Regions from separate parts of the Hordeum vulgare genome. Here region 2 is linked to region 1. A link is a contact called in public Hi-C data. All regions are on one chromosome and are shown on one strand. Each heading gives the region's core, a stretch centred on a gene start, on an enhancer-like site or on the middle of the called end of the contact. The rest is flanking DNA. Distances are from core to core; before and after follow the strand shown.

Region 1 (6,773 bases), core at 4,106-6,605:
TGAGGAAAGTAAGGAGTTGAGGAATTAGAACCCGATTCACATCGAAGACAGTAGTTGATGACCCAGTTCCAACTGCTGTGACAGTTGTACATCTGGTTTGGAGCGGCTTGGTATTGAAACCAAAGGACACACAGTCCCGGGACACACAGTCCCTACTGTGTTCTCCTTGGGGTAAGAACACACAGTCCTCGCCCAACACTCGTGGTAAGTCTTCAGGGCAGACTTCCAAACCCTCACAAACTTGGTCACCCGACGATTCACAATTGACTGCTGGATTGCTCTAGACCATGACGCCTAACCGTCTGGAGGATACACAGTCCTCAAAGGTAAAAGGCTTCAGTCCCACACAGGAACAACTTCTTCAGTGATGCTCAATCACTTGGTTCTAGGTTTGTGGTTTCGGTGTATGGGGTATTTTCTCACTGATGAATTACTCTCGAAGACTCGGAGGAATTGGGTTGCTCTTATGACAAGTGTCAGTTTCTAACGGAGCAACCACCCAGCTAATGGTTGTGGGGGCGGCTATTTATAGCCTGGGAGCATCCCGACATGATTTGACACTAATGCCCTTAAATAATATGACCGTTGGTGTGGATAAGACCAATGATGTGGCATGGCTATCGAAACGGTCGGAACCCTCAACTGTGAGGGTCCTCATGTCACCCGTATTCCTCACTTGAGGCTTTTGGTAGGATTAGGCTTGGGTTGAGCATCATGAGGAAATTTATTCCAAAGTGTAACTTCGACCCCCTTTAACAGTACAGTGTTCCTATTATTCAAGTGTGAAGAAAATAAAACAGAAAGAGTAAATCTTCATGCTTCAAAGTCTTCAAAATGATTTTCTTCAGGACACTCCGAATTCCTCAATTTCAATATCTTCATGAGGAATATCAATTTCATCGCAGATTCTTCGCGATTCAATTCTTCAGCTTCAGACCAATTTCTTCAACCGAAGATATACATTTTTAGGGGTCGATATTCTTCAAATATCTCAAACTCCTCAGTGACTTATAGATCCTGGGTACACTCATAAACACATTAGATACTTAACCTATAAGTCTTCAAACCACCAAAATCACTAAGGGGCACTAGATGCACTTACAACTGGCAATTCATCAGCTCACTAGAAGCGAATGGCAGCCGATGTTGTACCGAGCTAAGAAGGTGGTGCCGGCGTGGCAGCGGGGACTAGTCACAAAACTTGGGCGTCTAATCCTTGTCAAATCAGTCATGTCTGCTAGGGCAATTCAAGACTTAATGATCCTCAATGCTCCCATGTGGGTTTTTGAAGAGCTGAACAAATGGATGAAAGCTTTCTTCTGGAAGGCGCGGGAAGAAGTTAATGGAGGACAATGCTTGGTTGCGTAGAAGAATATCTGTCAGCCAGTTAGTTTCGGTGGCCTTGGAGTGAAAGACTTGCAGCACCAAGCGCTGGCTCTGCGAGTAAGGTGGGAATGGCTTCACAGATCGGACTGTGAAAAACCATGACAAGGTATCCCTCCAATTGTGGACAAGGAGGCCAGACAGGTGTTCGATAGCTTGGTCAAGATCACTGTTGGGGATGGCACGCGGACGCTTTTCTGGCGACATAGGTGGATACATGGATTCACGGTTGTTGGGATTGCCCCCATGGTTGGTTGCCTTGTAGATCAACGAACCAGAAATAGGCGTACCATTCAACAAGCCTTATGCGACTCAAGTTGGGCCAGCGACATGCATGGGGACCTGAATTTCTCTGCGCACATTCAGCTCATTCACTTGCAGCACGCGATCGCCACGGTGCACACTGACCCCCAACACCCCCGACGCCTTCGAGTGGCCAAGTGATACATCGGGATCATACACAGCCATATCGGTCTACAATAGACTTTGCCAGGGCCTCTAGCGGGCTCCTTTTGCTGCATGCATCTGGCGAAGCTGGGCACCTCTGAAATGCAAGATACATGTTTGGCTCGCTGTGCAGCACCGAATATGGACATCCGATTGCCGGACGGGACATGGGCTGCAAGATAGCCCTTCAGCATGCTACATTTGCTTCCAAGACAAGGATACCGCGGAACACATTCACATCGGTTGCAGCTATGCTAAAAATGTCTGGTATTGCTGTTTGACCTCCCTGAACATCAAAGTGCGACAACCGGAACCGCAAGACCACATTCTCGAATGGTGGCTTCAAGCCCGAGAGACCTTCCAGGGAGCCAACAAGAGAGGATTTGACACTTCGATAATTGCTGCCGCATAGTCACTTTGGAAACAAAGGAACCCAAGGGTGTCCAACCGTTCGGATCAATTCAAAACCGCAATCCAATTGTATGATGAAGGAAGTTCGTGAGTGGAAAGAGGCAGTGCTAGGAGTTGATGTTCTCAGTCTTTTTGTGAGAAAGTAGGCCTAGTTTCTTTGAATGTGGACGTTGAGTTGTATTGCTTGCTGTGATGCCCGCATCACTAGAAAGCTCTTTTATATGTTCTTTCTTTTCTGTAAAATTATGATACGTCGCCTACTCTCAAAAAAAATTGTTCGTCACAGCTTGATTGAGCCTGAGTAGAGTGCATAGGCCGTAGCCAATGGGCAGAGCTTGCTACAAGGATCCGTCGCTGCTGATGTCCCCCCACCTGACGTTGTAGTTGGCGGCGAGGTAGTGCGCGCCGACAGGACCCCGGCTGCCGTACGGGTAGAGCTCGGGCGCCACCCTCTTGTCCTCGAGCTCCCTGAGCACGGGCGTGAAGATGGCCCAGGCCGCGTCGAGCTCGTCGCTCCGGATGAAGAGCCGGCGCTCCCCCTCCATGGCGTCCAGGAGGAGCCGCTCGTACGCGTCCGGTATCTCCCGCTGGTACCTCTCGGAGTAGAAGAGGTTGAGGTTGCTGCTGTCGAGCCTCATCCCGAGCCCGGGCACCTTGTTGTTGATCTTGAGGTAGATGGCCTCGTCGGGCTGCACCCGGAGCACCAGCTCGTTGGTGGCCATGTCCAGGTCCGTCCCCACGTTCCCGCGGTAGAGGTTCCCGGGCACGCGCCGGAACTGCACCCTGATCTCCGCGCGCCGGGTGTGCAGCGCCTTGCCGGCCTTCATCAGGAACGGCACCCCGTCCCACCGCGCGTTGTCGATGAAGAGCGCCGCCGCCGCGAAGGTCGGGGTCACGCTGTCGTTGGGCACCATCGGGTCGTCCACGTAGGCCGGGAACGACTTGCCGCCGCGCGTGTGGCCCTTGTACTGCCCCACCACCACGTCCTCCAGCTTCAGCTGCCTCATCGATCGCAACACTTTCACCTGAAGAAGCAGAGCACCCAATTTAGTCTGGCTATAGTACGTCTGACCGATCATGCTGCTCTGCTACACATACTACCTTCTCGTTGCGGATGTCCTCGGCGGCGAGGCTGACCGGAGTCTCCATGGCGAACAGGGCCAGTATCTGCAGCAAGTGGTTCTGCATGATGTCGCGGATGATCCCGTAGTTGTCGAAGTAGCTGCAATGCAAACCAACAAAGAAACCGTTATCTACATGTTGAATCCATTGCCTAATTAATGAACATTCTTATCAGATCCGACTGGACGCCGGAGCAGCGCAGACCCGCCTCGACCCTCAGTGCCGAAGTCTTCGGAGAATATGAGCTGCACATTCCGAATGTAGTCCCTCGACCACAATGGCTGGAACACAAGGTTGGAGAAACGGAGGACCGACAGGTTTTCGACCAGCTCCTTGCCCAGATAATGGTCAATCCTGTCACATTTCCGCTGTCAAATCCTAAGAAATAGGGCGAGTCTCTGCAAACACTCTGCATTTATATGTTACCTGAAGATTTGTTCCTCCTCTAAATACATTTTCAGGGATCTGGTAAGCTCCCCCGAGGACTCAGAATCGCGGCCGAATGGCTTCTCCACTATAAACCTCGTCCAGCCACTCCCACCCGGCAGTGAAGCGGTGCGGCTGGCAGATCTTACCACGTCCACGAATATATTTGGTGGAATAGACAAGTAGAACAACCTGTTTGGTAGCTTCCCAGCCTGATTGATGACAAACATTTGGCCTCAACTCCTTTTTCTATGCAATATTTTCCATGAATTCTGCAGTGCAATTACTCCTACTTGGTATCTCTTTTTCTGTGCGAATAATTACTTGGTAGCATTTCATCGTACAGGGCTAGAAAAATTATGTGCTATGAATTCGGGATTACCTCTTTTTCTGTAAGCTTTCTGTCTAATTCGCGAAATCCTTCCTCTGAGTTGTACTGTCCGGACTGATAGAAGCATCTCTTCAGAAATTTATCCATCTTTTCACTGCAGTTCGCCCTGTTTCGCCATTCGAATATGATGTGTTACATTCTGAATATGTGCCCAGAGATTCAAAATACATATGGACCTCTACGACAATGGACAACATAAATTGAGTTGACCTTTTTTTATGGATAAATTGGATAGACGTAATGCAAAATCAGACAAATATTTGAGGATACATTGTGCCATGCCATTGTACGTGTTGCTATTTTCATTACTACCAAAATTGGCTCAAAATAGATCAGATAACACAGGCAAAACCAACACAGACGACTCGCATAGCATAGGGAGGGAGGGACCAAGTATGAAGATTTGTAAGCAGTACCTCTGATCAATCCGACAGGTTAGGGTCATGCTAATCATGTTCCTGAGCTCTTCATCGCTCATTTTGCTACGAGCATAACCAAAGACTGTAAAATGCTGCATTAACAGAGGTTAACTAAAGCAAATCGCTACCATGCTCCAAAGCCCAAACTGAAGAACCACACAAAGTTAACTGAAACCTCGGGGAGCCAGTCCTCGTAGAACAAGGCGAAGAGCGCCGGGAAGATCTTCTTCTTGGCAAGATCACCGGAGGCTCCGACGACTGTGATGCTGACGGTGTTCCCTCCCTGCTCCGTCGCCGGGCCTCCAGCTCCAGACGGCTTAGCATCTAGCACCCCTGCAACAACCACCTCTCGGTACAATATTCTTGTACAAGCAGCAGTGAGTTCAGACTTCAGACAGCCGTGCTAGTTGCACGTCCGAGTACCATCGTTGAAGGAGGCCCCGATCTGCGGGTGCCCATTTGAGGACTTCGCCGTGAGAAGGCACCTTCTTCCTGCAGCATGGATCCTCTGAGGTGGGCAATGGCGGTGCGGTTTGGTGCTTGGATTGGACGGGTGGACAGAGGAGAAGGCGGCAGGATGGAGATGGAAGCGTAAGTCGATGGCGGCCATTGGGTCAAGAAGGAAACAAGAATAGTTGAGAGTATCAAACTATCAATCCATCTGAATCTGATGTGGAGAAAATGATTTGGATGCTTGGCTCTGACGAATGGGGCTTCGATGTTCTTGATAATTGCTTGTTGACACTGGGGCTGAGAGATTGAGGGCAGTGGTCCAAGCACGTGTGGTCATAAATAATTCCATCAATCAAATATTCCAAAAGATGGTAATTGCTTGATTTGCTTCAAGATATTTCTTTCCTCTCCTTATTTTCCTTTTCTTTTCGGCATGCAGTACATACGCATACGATACATACAGTCACATCTACAAACACCCACCCATTTTCTATCCATATGAGCGTCTTCGACAGACTCAACTGACACATTTTCTTGATGAAATGGACTAGTCCTTCTCTCCGTGTGACTAGTCCTTCTCTAGGTCTCTCCCTGTCGTGCGCCACTCCGACGTCGGCGTCCACCCTCCCCGCCGTTGGCTACTCCAGCTACGCCGTCCACCCCCTTAATTCCGCCCGTCACTCCGACCGCGGCGCCTCTCTTCCACCCCTTCCTCGCCGCCCCCCCTCCCCCGGGGCCGGCCATGTCGTCATACCTGAGATCCATTAACTCCTCCTTCCATGGGCGTGAGCGACCCATCGTTCTGGCCTGGGTATCTCCTCGGCGCCAGAGAAGTCGGCGATCGACACTGCGCCGACGACGCACAAAGCCCCGGGCGCAGAAGTCGAGTCGTGCGGGCGCGTGGTGCCATGGCAAGAAGTTGCGTCGTCCAAGAAGACCATGTGGAAGCGCAGGCATGGCGTCGGTTTGCAGGCATGGCGTCGGTTTGCAGGAGGTGGCGCCGGCCTCTCGCCCCCTCCCCCCACCCGACCCGCAAGGAAGTTGACCCCAAGATGCGTGACAAGTGCTTCACGTGCTTGGAGAAGGGGCACTACCGGAGCGACTGCACGAACGATGTCGTGTGCTTTCATTGCAGCCTACCCGACCATGAGGCGAAGGACTGCAAGAGGCCGCTCTCGTGGGAATGAACCTGACAGTAGAGGTGAGGGGTACGAAAGGAGAGGACAGAGTCCTAGCTACAGCAAGCTTGTACACAAGATGTATGAGTTCAGGCCCCTCTCGTGGAGGTAACACCCTACATCTCAGTGCTCGGGAGCTCTTGCGGTGTGGAATGTGTGTTACAGGGGGTGTGAACCCTTGTGCAAGAGGGGAGGGCGGCTTATATAGAGTGCGCTGCTCCTCATCAATACCAGGCAACCAAGGGTTTGATCAATGGAGTTTTAAGGCCTACGTTACTGATAGCGTACGTAATTAATGTTACTTATGACGACCAACCGAACGCTCGCCTATTGGCCTCCCTGGAGTGGCTTCTGGTCTTCTGCGTCGACTGGCTTCTGGTTCTTCCGAGTGGAAGTTGATTGTCGAGTGAATGGGGAGATTCTCCGAGTGATTGCTTACCGAGTGATTCAGACGCTATCGCTATCCAGTCGGAGTCCTCCTTGTAGTCTTCAAGTTTTTAATAATGTGCCCTTAGGTAGGACATGTAGGTCAGGCCTATGGCC
Region 2 (7,659 bases), core at 1,997-4,496, 350 kb after region 1:
CGTTAAAAGGATTTGATGCATTCCACCAAAAGTTACTAATTAAGAACAAAGCAAGAAAGCTACCTGCAGCAGGATCAGCGCTCGGAGGAGCAGTAGGTTTTGGCCGCTCAGGTTCTTTATAGTCAAGTGGTGGGGCGAAGTCAACCTCACAATCAGTCTCAATTATACTTATAGCACTGGAAGGCTTTGTTTCAACTATATCAATGTAGTACTTCTTGTTATTATATGCCACCATAATGCTGTCACCAGTGGTTAGACAAGAGTAGTTCCGCAAAGTTTTTTCCAAGCTGCAACAATGACATGAACAGGAAATTAGTATTCTTCAGATCTCACTACTCATACCAGGAAACTCCAATGAAGGTGCAACAGACAACAGGCATAGCAAAATAAGGCAAAGAAGTTCCCAAGGGAAAAAAAGTAGTTTTATCAGAACAATACTAACATCGCTTTGGGATTTGAAATGTCCAAGAAGTCAGTTGTATGAGGCTGCAGCTTCACATATGTGCCCTTTGGGAGGTTGGCATTTTTTATAAACACCATATCTCCTTCTTGCAAAAGAAGATTTTGCATCATCTGATGAGTACATGGGAGTTAGTTTGATTGACATGATGGTATCACATAGAAATAAGCATGAAAATATCTTAAACCTGGGCCTACCCAGTATGGCATGTAGATCATGCCTTCTTCTGCAATGAACTCTAGGACACCACAGTGTGAAGTACGTTCTGCTCCTGTGTTGCGGACTTCAAATAGCATAGGATACTCAATATGCAGAGACGCTGCAGAGGAATTAACACATTTGAGAATTTAGTTCGAAATGGTGCACAGAATAGTCGCAGAGAGAAAGTACACTATCAACATATGCATGTCTCTTACTAACACTGCCAACTTACCAAGACGATCAAGTGCCGAAGGTGGCATGATAACTGAAAGGAAGAAAGGTAATTATCATTTCAACTGCCAAAAGTAACTTAAAGACGCAAGGAAATTAGTGAAGAGAGAGCATACTTTTGTCACCAGATTCAAGCTGTGGCTGCAAGAAAGGGTGCAAAAGATCTTTCAGATAAATTCATGGAAATAATACTTTACTTTGAGGAGTAATAATTCTGCTAGATTCTTCTATACATTAATAATTCCGCTAGATTCTTCTATATATTAATGATGCAAGACCGCAAGAGTGAATGGAAACATGCTGCCAGGCAGCACATATTTAGTTACTGAGAAATCACTTTCTTAATTATCTCAACCTATAAATCATGTCAACAAAGAAACTATAAATCATGTTAACTAGGAACAGAAAGGGTCATAACCAGACGATCAAGATTAAAAGCTGAAAATCAAACACAGTTGAGAGGGAGAACAAAGAACATGTAGAAATACAATTTCTATCCTTAACCAGACAGAAGCAATACCACTAGAACATAGACAAGAGATCAGATTAATACTTCAGAGAAAATACCGATCTGACATGATTCATGGAACTATGGAAGTGGGTAATGCATGAAGACTCATGCATCAACACTGAGCAAAGTTTGCTTGTGTTGGTACTGACTTGAACTAGAAAATAAAGATCAATATCAAAAGGATTGCAACTCCAAATTTACAATGCATCCATTATCGTTTTTACTTGTTAGATTGCTTGCAACATTTTATAACATTGATTACACATACGTATGAAAAGTATTCGAATTTTTCACATTAAATTACACTTCTATATCACCATATTTTATATTTCAAAAATAATTATCAAATGGGTACATGGCACCTAATGAAAAGAAGATTCACATACCTTGTCAATAAAAGATGCAGGGTAGCAGCGATAGGTCTGCTCAAAAGTACTTCCACGGTAACCGTAGCCTTCAAAATACTAATCAAAACAAATAATTGTATTAGAATCATGCAACATGATTCAGCAATTGATGAAGCTATAGGGAATTACTGGGAAACTATTCATGGCAAAAAGGTGCTGCTATGTCCAAAAATGTAACTGATTATCAAATGCATAGCAAAGATGCAAACTGATAACGAAGGGATATACTAGCTCACAAATCCAGAAGATATCCAAGGTTTGAGAATAACAGCACATGTGGTACACAGATGATTTGGATCTTAATCAAGTGCTACCAGACTAATTGAAGCTATGGCTAGTCGCTGACAAGTTCAATTAAGGAGTTTATAGGTCTGAATTTCGATGATGTGCTCCTGAAGGTAACATAGTTCCAAACAGCTAATAGTAAGATCAAATTTGTCCAAAGGACTTACCATATTCATGGACAGGAAGGTTAACCCCTTTTGAACCTGCATATGAGGAACAGGAACATATAATTAAAACGATGGTGAACATAAGCAGATAATACAACAACACAGTCACGCATAATAACAACTGGAAAAATGAAGATTCCACTCACACAGTGTTTATTTGTGATAATATGAAGACACAAGACCTATTCAACCTATTCAAAATTGCTGATACACATTTGCAGACATTCATTGTTGATAAGCTGTAGTAGCTTCTCGGGGCCAGCAAAGAGGACTATAATATGGTGCAGTCAAGTTAATCAATCTAAGCCAACCAAACAAATCTTCAGGGGACAAAGCCACAATCAGGCTCCAAAGTCTAAACAATCAATTTCTACATGCTATTAGATTTATAGATCCTACTATGAGTGAATAGGTTCTCTAGTTCCACAAATCCCAAGGGTTATTGACTTGCTGGAGGATAACCGGGGTAGCGCTACCAACAAAATTCTTCCAGGACATAAAAAGTCCACAGAGTCAAGTAAATTACTACTCCGTAGCACAATATATACTTCAAATAAATTAGCAAAATACTAGCGCGAGAGGTTGCTCGTCGTCAAAACGCATGAGAGAAAGAAAAGGCTTCGTTTTTTCCAAACTTGAGGGACGAACTGGCAGCAGGCAAGGGTATGCGCCAAGTACGGATGTATCCGCTTAGTATATCGGATTGGATTGACGATCTGGGCATCGCATCGAAGCACGGACGGGCTCGGGACCGAAATCGGGTGGAGGTACCGGAGAGATTGATCGGTGCCGGCGAAGGGTAAAAAGAGGCGGAGAAGCTGAGTCGAGGGTTACTGGTAAATACCTAAGCACCGGTTCTCCGGTCGGCCGAAGAGGAGGCGGCGGCGGCGGCGGTGCGGAGAAGAGTCGTCCTCGGTTTCGGCGGTTGCGCTCGAGCTCAAGCGGACGGAGGTAGGTTGGCTTCGATCGGAAGGAAGAAATGAGGAGAAGAATATAGGGGATGAGGAGGAAGAGGAACCGAGCTCCTAGTTGGGCTAGGCTTCCGACGTGTGGCCCAAGTGAAATACTGCCTCAGGCTCGGCTCAAGGCCTGATCACAGCCGAAGCCCAATAAGGTCACACATTTTATTTTCTAAGAAAAAAACAAATTCGGAAGTATGTTTTGAAATATTGCTAACATAATTTAAATATTTAAAATGTTCTATATTGCAAAAAAAAGGGAAAACATGTTCAAGTATCTCAATGTAAACATGCCTATGTACGGACTAGAAATAACCATCTCATATTTTCTTAAATGTATTTATTTATAAAGATGTATTAGTGTAGTTTTAGAAAGATGCTCACATATGTACATGTAAGTGTTTGAACACATTCACATATTCGAAAAAAAAAATTCATAGATGTAAGAGCATCTCCAGCCATTCCCCCCCCCCACCACAGGTTTGAAATAGCACCGCCTCAGGGCGCGCCAGCGGAAAAATCACCCGGGGGGGCTGAGGTTCCCACCCGCACCCCCCAAGGTCGCCCCCAATCGGGTTTTTTTTTAATCAAACTTGGCCTAAATTCGACCTAAAATGACACAAATTTGAAGGAAATGCACCGTTTTCATTGATATTTTTACAAACTGAACTAAAAACATAATTTAAAATGAAATTGAAAAACTACTAAGCCGTCACTGTCGCCTTCTACATGCCGAGAAGCTTGTAGAAGTCGTCGTTGTCCTGCACCCCTGCCCTGGGTCGTCGTGGCGAACGGGGTTGGACGGCCATGGTGCCTCCTCGTCGCTGCCATCGAGGACGATGACGCCACCCTACTCGCGACCGCGACATCGAGCGGTAATCTCGAGGGCGCGGGGCTGGAGCTCCATGTCCTCCTGGACGTAATCGTCTTGCGCCCATTTAAGCGCGATCTCGGCAGCGGCAGCCATGGAGAGGTGTTCCTGCTTAACGGGACGGAACACCAGCCCGGTCTTCGCTTTACGAGACGGGGGGAGGAGGTTGGAGGAGAAGAGACGCCACCCTCGTTGATGACGAGGGGGCCGCTGCATGTGTGCCGCCCTAGCAGCGTCTCCAGCAGCTCCAGCTTGATGGGGAGGAGCGTCGGCGACCCAGAGGAGCGGGAGTGGGAGCCGAACGAGGAGGAGGAAGCCATCTCCGTGCGCCTCGACGTCCAAGAACTGTCGCGGAGGCGGGAGAAGGAGGGGGGCGCCGGGTATTCCATACGCGGCGAGTTGCTGCCCTTGTGCTCGAAGACGGCCTTCAACGTGCGGTCGGGGACGCCCCACCATTGGTGTCGCCCCTCGTAGTTGAAGCGGTCGTGGGGGGTCGGCACCGTTGGTGGCGGCAAGCTGGGCGGCATGACAGTGTACGAAGTACGCCGTCCATGATGTGTTGTTGTCGGGTGCGTACTGATGACCCACAAGTGTAGGCGATCTATCGTAGTCCTTTCGATAAGTAAGAGTGTCGAACCCAACGAGGAGCAGAAGGATCTGACAAGTGGTTTTCAGCAAGGTATTCTCTGCAAGCACTAAAATTATCGGTAACAGATAGTTGTGTGATAAGATGATTCGTAGCAAGTAGCAAGTAACAACGATAACAAAGGTGCAACAAGATGGCCCAATCCCTTTTGTAGCAAGGGACAAGACTGGACAAACTCTTATAGGAGGTAAAGCGCTCCCGAGGACACATGAGAATTTCTGTCAAGCTAGTTTTCATCATGTTCATATGATTCGCGTTCGCTACTTTGATAGTTTGATATGTGGGTGGACCGGTTCTTGGGTGTTGCCCTTACTTGGACAAACATCCCACTTATGATTAACCCCTCTCGCAAGAGTCCGCAACTAAGAAAGAAGAATTAAGACAAAGTCTAACAAAAGCATTAAACTAGTGGATTCAAATCAGCCCCTTACGAAGCAACGCATAAACTAGGGTATAAGCTTCTGTCACTCTAGCAACCCATCATCTACTTATTACTTTCCAATGCCTTCCTCTAGGCCCAAATAATGGTGAAGTGTTATGTAGTCGACGTTCACATAACACCACTAGAGGAAAAACAACATACAACGCATCAAAATATCAAACGAATACCAAATTCACATGACTACTTATAGCATGATGATACGTCTCCAACATATCTATAATTTTTGATTGTTTCATGCTATTATCTTGTCAAACTTTGGATGTTTTGTATGCCTTTTATATTTTTTTGGGACTAACTTATTAACTCAATGCGAAGTGCCAGTTCCTGTTTTTTCCGTGTTTTTGACCTTTTTCAGAGGAAGATTTGAAACAGAGTCCAAACGGAATAAAATCCCCGAAAAGATTTTTTCCGAAACAGAAGAAGATAGGGAGACTTGAGAACCAAGGCAAGGGGTCCCCAGGGACCCCACAAGCCCTCTAGCCCCGGCCAGGGGGGAGGTCGGGCCTCCCAGGCTTGTGGGCCCCCTAAACCTCCTGTGTCCTAGGTTTTGCGCCTATATGTTCCCTAAAATACCAGAAAAAACAAGAGATCATCGAAAGTATTTTTCCGCCGCCGCAAGCTTCTGTCTCCGCAAGATCCCATCTCGGGCACGTTCTGGTGCCCTGCCGGAGGGGGGATTCGGATACGGAGGGCTTCTTCATCAACACCATGACCTCTCCGATGATGCGTGAGTAGTTCACCATAGACCTACGGGTCCATAGCTAGTAGCTAGATGGCTTCTTCTCTCTCTTAGATCTTCAATACAAAGTTCTCCATGATCTTCATGGAGATCTATCCGATGTAATCTCCTTTTGTGGTGTGTTTGTTGAGATCCGATGAATTGTGGATTTATGATCAGATTATCTATGAATCTTATTTGAGTTTCTTTTGATCTCTCTTATGCATGATTTCATATCCTTGTAATTCTCTTCGAGTTGTGAGTTTTGTTTGGCCAACTAGATCTATGATTCTTGCAATGGGAGAAGTGCTTGGTTTTTGGTTCATACCGTGCAGTGATCTCACCCAGTGACATAAGGGGTAGCGAGGCACGCATCGTGTTGTTGCCATCAAGGGTAAAAAGTTGGGGTTTTCATCATTGGTTTGAGATTATCCCTCTACATCATGTCATCTTGCTTAAGGCGTTACTATGTTCGTCATGAACTCAATACACTAGATGCATGTTGGATAGCGATCGATGTGTGGAGTAATAGTAGTAGATGCAAAAAGTAACGGTCTACTTGTCTCAGACATGATGCCTATATGTATGATCATTGCCTTAGATATCATCATGACTTTGCGCGGTTCTATCAATTGCTCGACAGTAATTTATTTACCCACCGTGATATTTGCTGTCGTGGGTATAAGTCTGACAGTAGAAGTGTAGGGTACGAAAGGATGGGCAGAGCCTTAGCTACGGCGAGGATGTATGAGTTCAGGCCCCTCTACGGTGGAGGTAAAAGCCCTACGTCTCAGTGGTCTTGGGAGCTTAGTGTCGAGTGGAATATAGGATTACAGTAAATGCCAACCCCTGCACCAGTGGGGAAGGGCGGCTTATATAGAGTGCGCTGCCCTTCATAATGGCCCGATGGATAGGGGTGGAATAGTGGCGAGTAAATGCCTACGTTACAGGTAACGTAAGCCTTAAATGTTAATAATGGTGTGTTGAAACGTATGACCGTTGCCCTCCTGGGAGGTTACGATGTTCAGAGTGGATTCCAGTCGGTACGTTAAATATGCTCCGAGTGCTCGTCGCCGACTGGATGATGGGGGAGTCCTTAGTTCAGTCGGAACTGTCTAAGGCCCTTGTCCTCTGTGAAGGATAGTCCTTGTCTAGGACCTATAGGGCAGGCCTATGACCCTACCCTGAGACTATAACCCCATCATTAGTCCCCGAATGGATCGGGGTTGGAGCGATGAAGTGATGTCTGGAGTATGGATCCGACTGGTATGGAGGTGACTTTGGCGTTGTTTGCCTCGATCCATTTTATCCTTTCAACCAGTGATCCGAGTGAATATATCAGTGAAACGAACCGTCAGAGACCGAGTGCTTCCGCGGAATCTTTCGACGTGACTGGTGAAACTGACTGCGCCGGATTTTCCGGGATCCTCAAATTTCGGTGGCCGCGCGCTCAGCGGGGATGACGACATTGCCATCAAGTAGGTTTTGCTGCCTCGATTACCGCGCCTTTATCTTCTCCACTAACATCGCAGCAGCCGGTTGGGGAGATAAGATTTTGGGTCCACCTGTTAGCGACCCAGTCGGAAGCTTATTTAAGCCTCTCCGGCGGGATTTCTTATTGCGCTGCTCATCTTCCTCGCATTAATCCCGCTCCTCCCGCAGCTCTCTGCATGCCTCAAGCCTCCTCCTTCTCCTCCTCCTCTGCGGATCCGTCGCCTTCGCCGTGATGAAGGGGCAGACCAGCAAACTTGAGTCGCAGAA

What was found. A called contact is a pair of places that touch in the nucleus more often than the background predicts.
Region 2: a Hi-C map of leaf shows a contact between it and region 1, with 4 times the contacts expected there. The contact joins the promoter of LOC123402228 here to the promoter of LOC123403462 in region 1. A contact is called at or near these places in 2 of 6 Hi-C or Micro-C datasets (both in leaf).

Annotation. Positions count from the first base shown.
Region 1 is chr6H:112,681,447-112,688,219 of MorexV3_pseudomolecules_assembly, forward strand. LOC123403462 (glucose-6-phosphate 1-dehydrogenase, chloroplastic-like) reads right to left here and starts at 5,356. Exons shown (of 8, transcript XM_045097401.1): 1 at 5,023-5,356; 2 at 4,775-4,932; 3 at 4,597-4,691; 4 at 4,172-4,286; 5 at 3,790-4,001; 6 at 3,568-3,717; 7 at 3,343-3,463; 8 at 2,356-3,266. The coding sequence starts at 5,209. The coding sequence ends at 2,580.
Region 2 is chr6H:113,035,901-113,043,559 of MorexV3_pseudomolecules_assembly, forward strand. It overlaps LOC123402228 (ubiquitin fusion degradation protein 1 homolog), which reads right to left and starts at 3,247. Exons shown (of 10, transcript XM_045096122.1): 1 at 3,107-3,247; 2 at 2,263-2,298; 3 at 1,790-1,867; 4 at 1,009-1,033; 5 at 894-926; 6 at 658-779; 7 at 443-573; 8 at 64-287. The coding sequence starts at 2,271.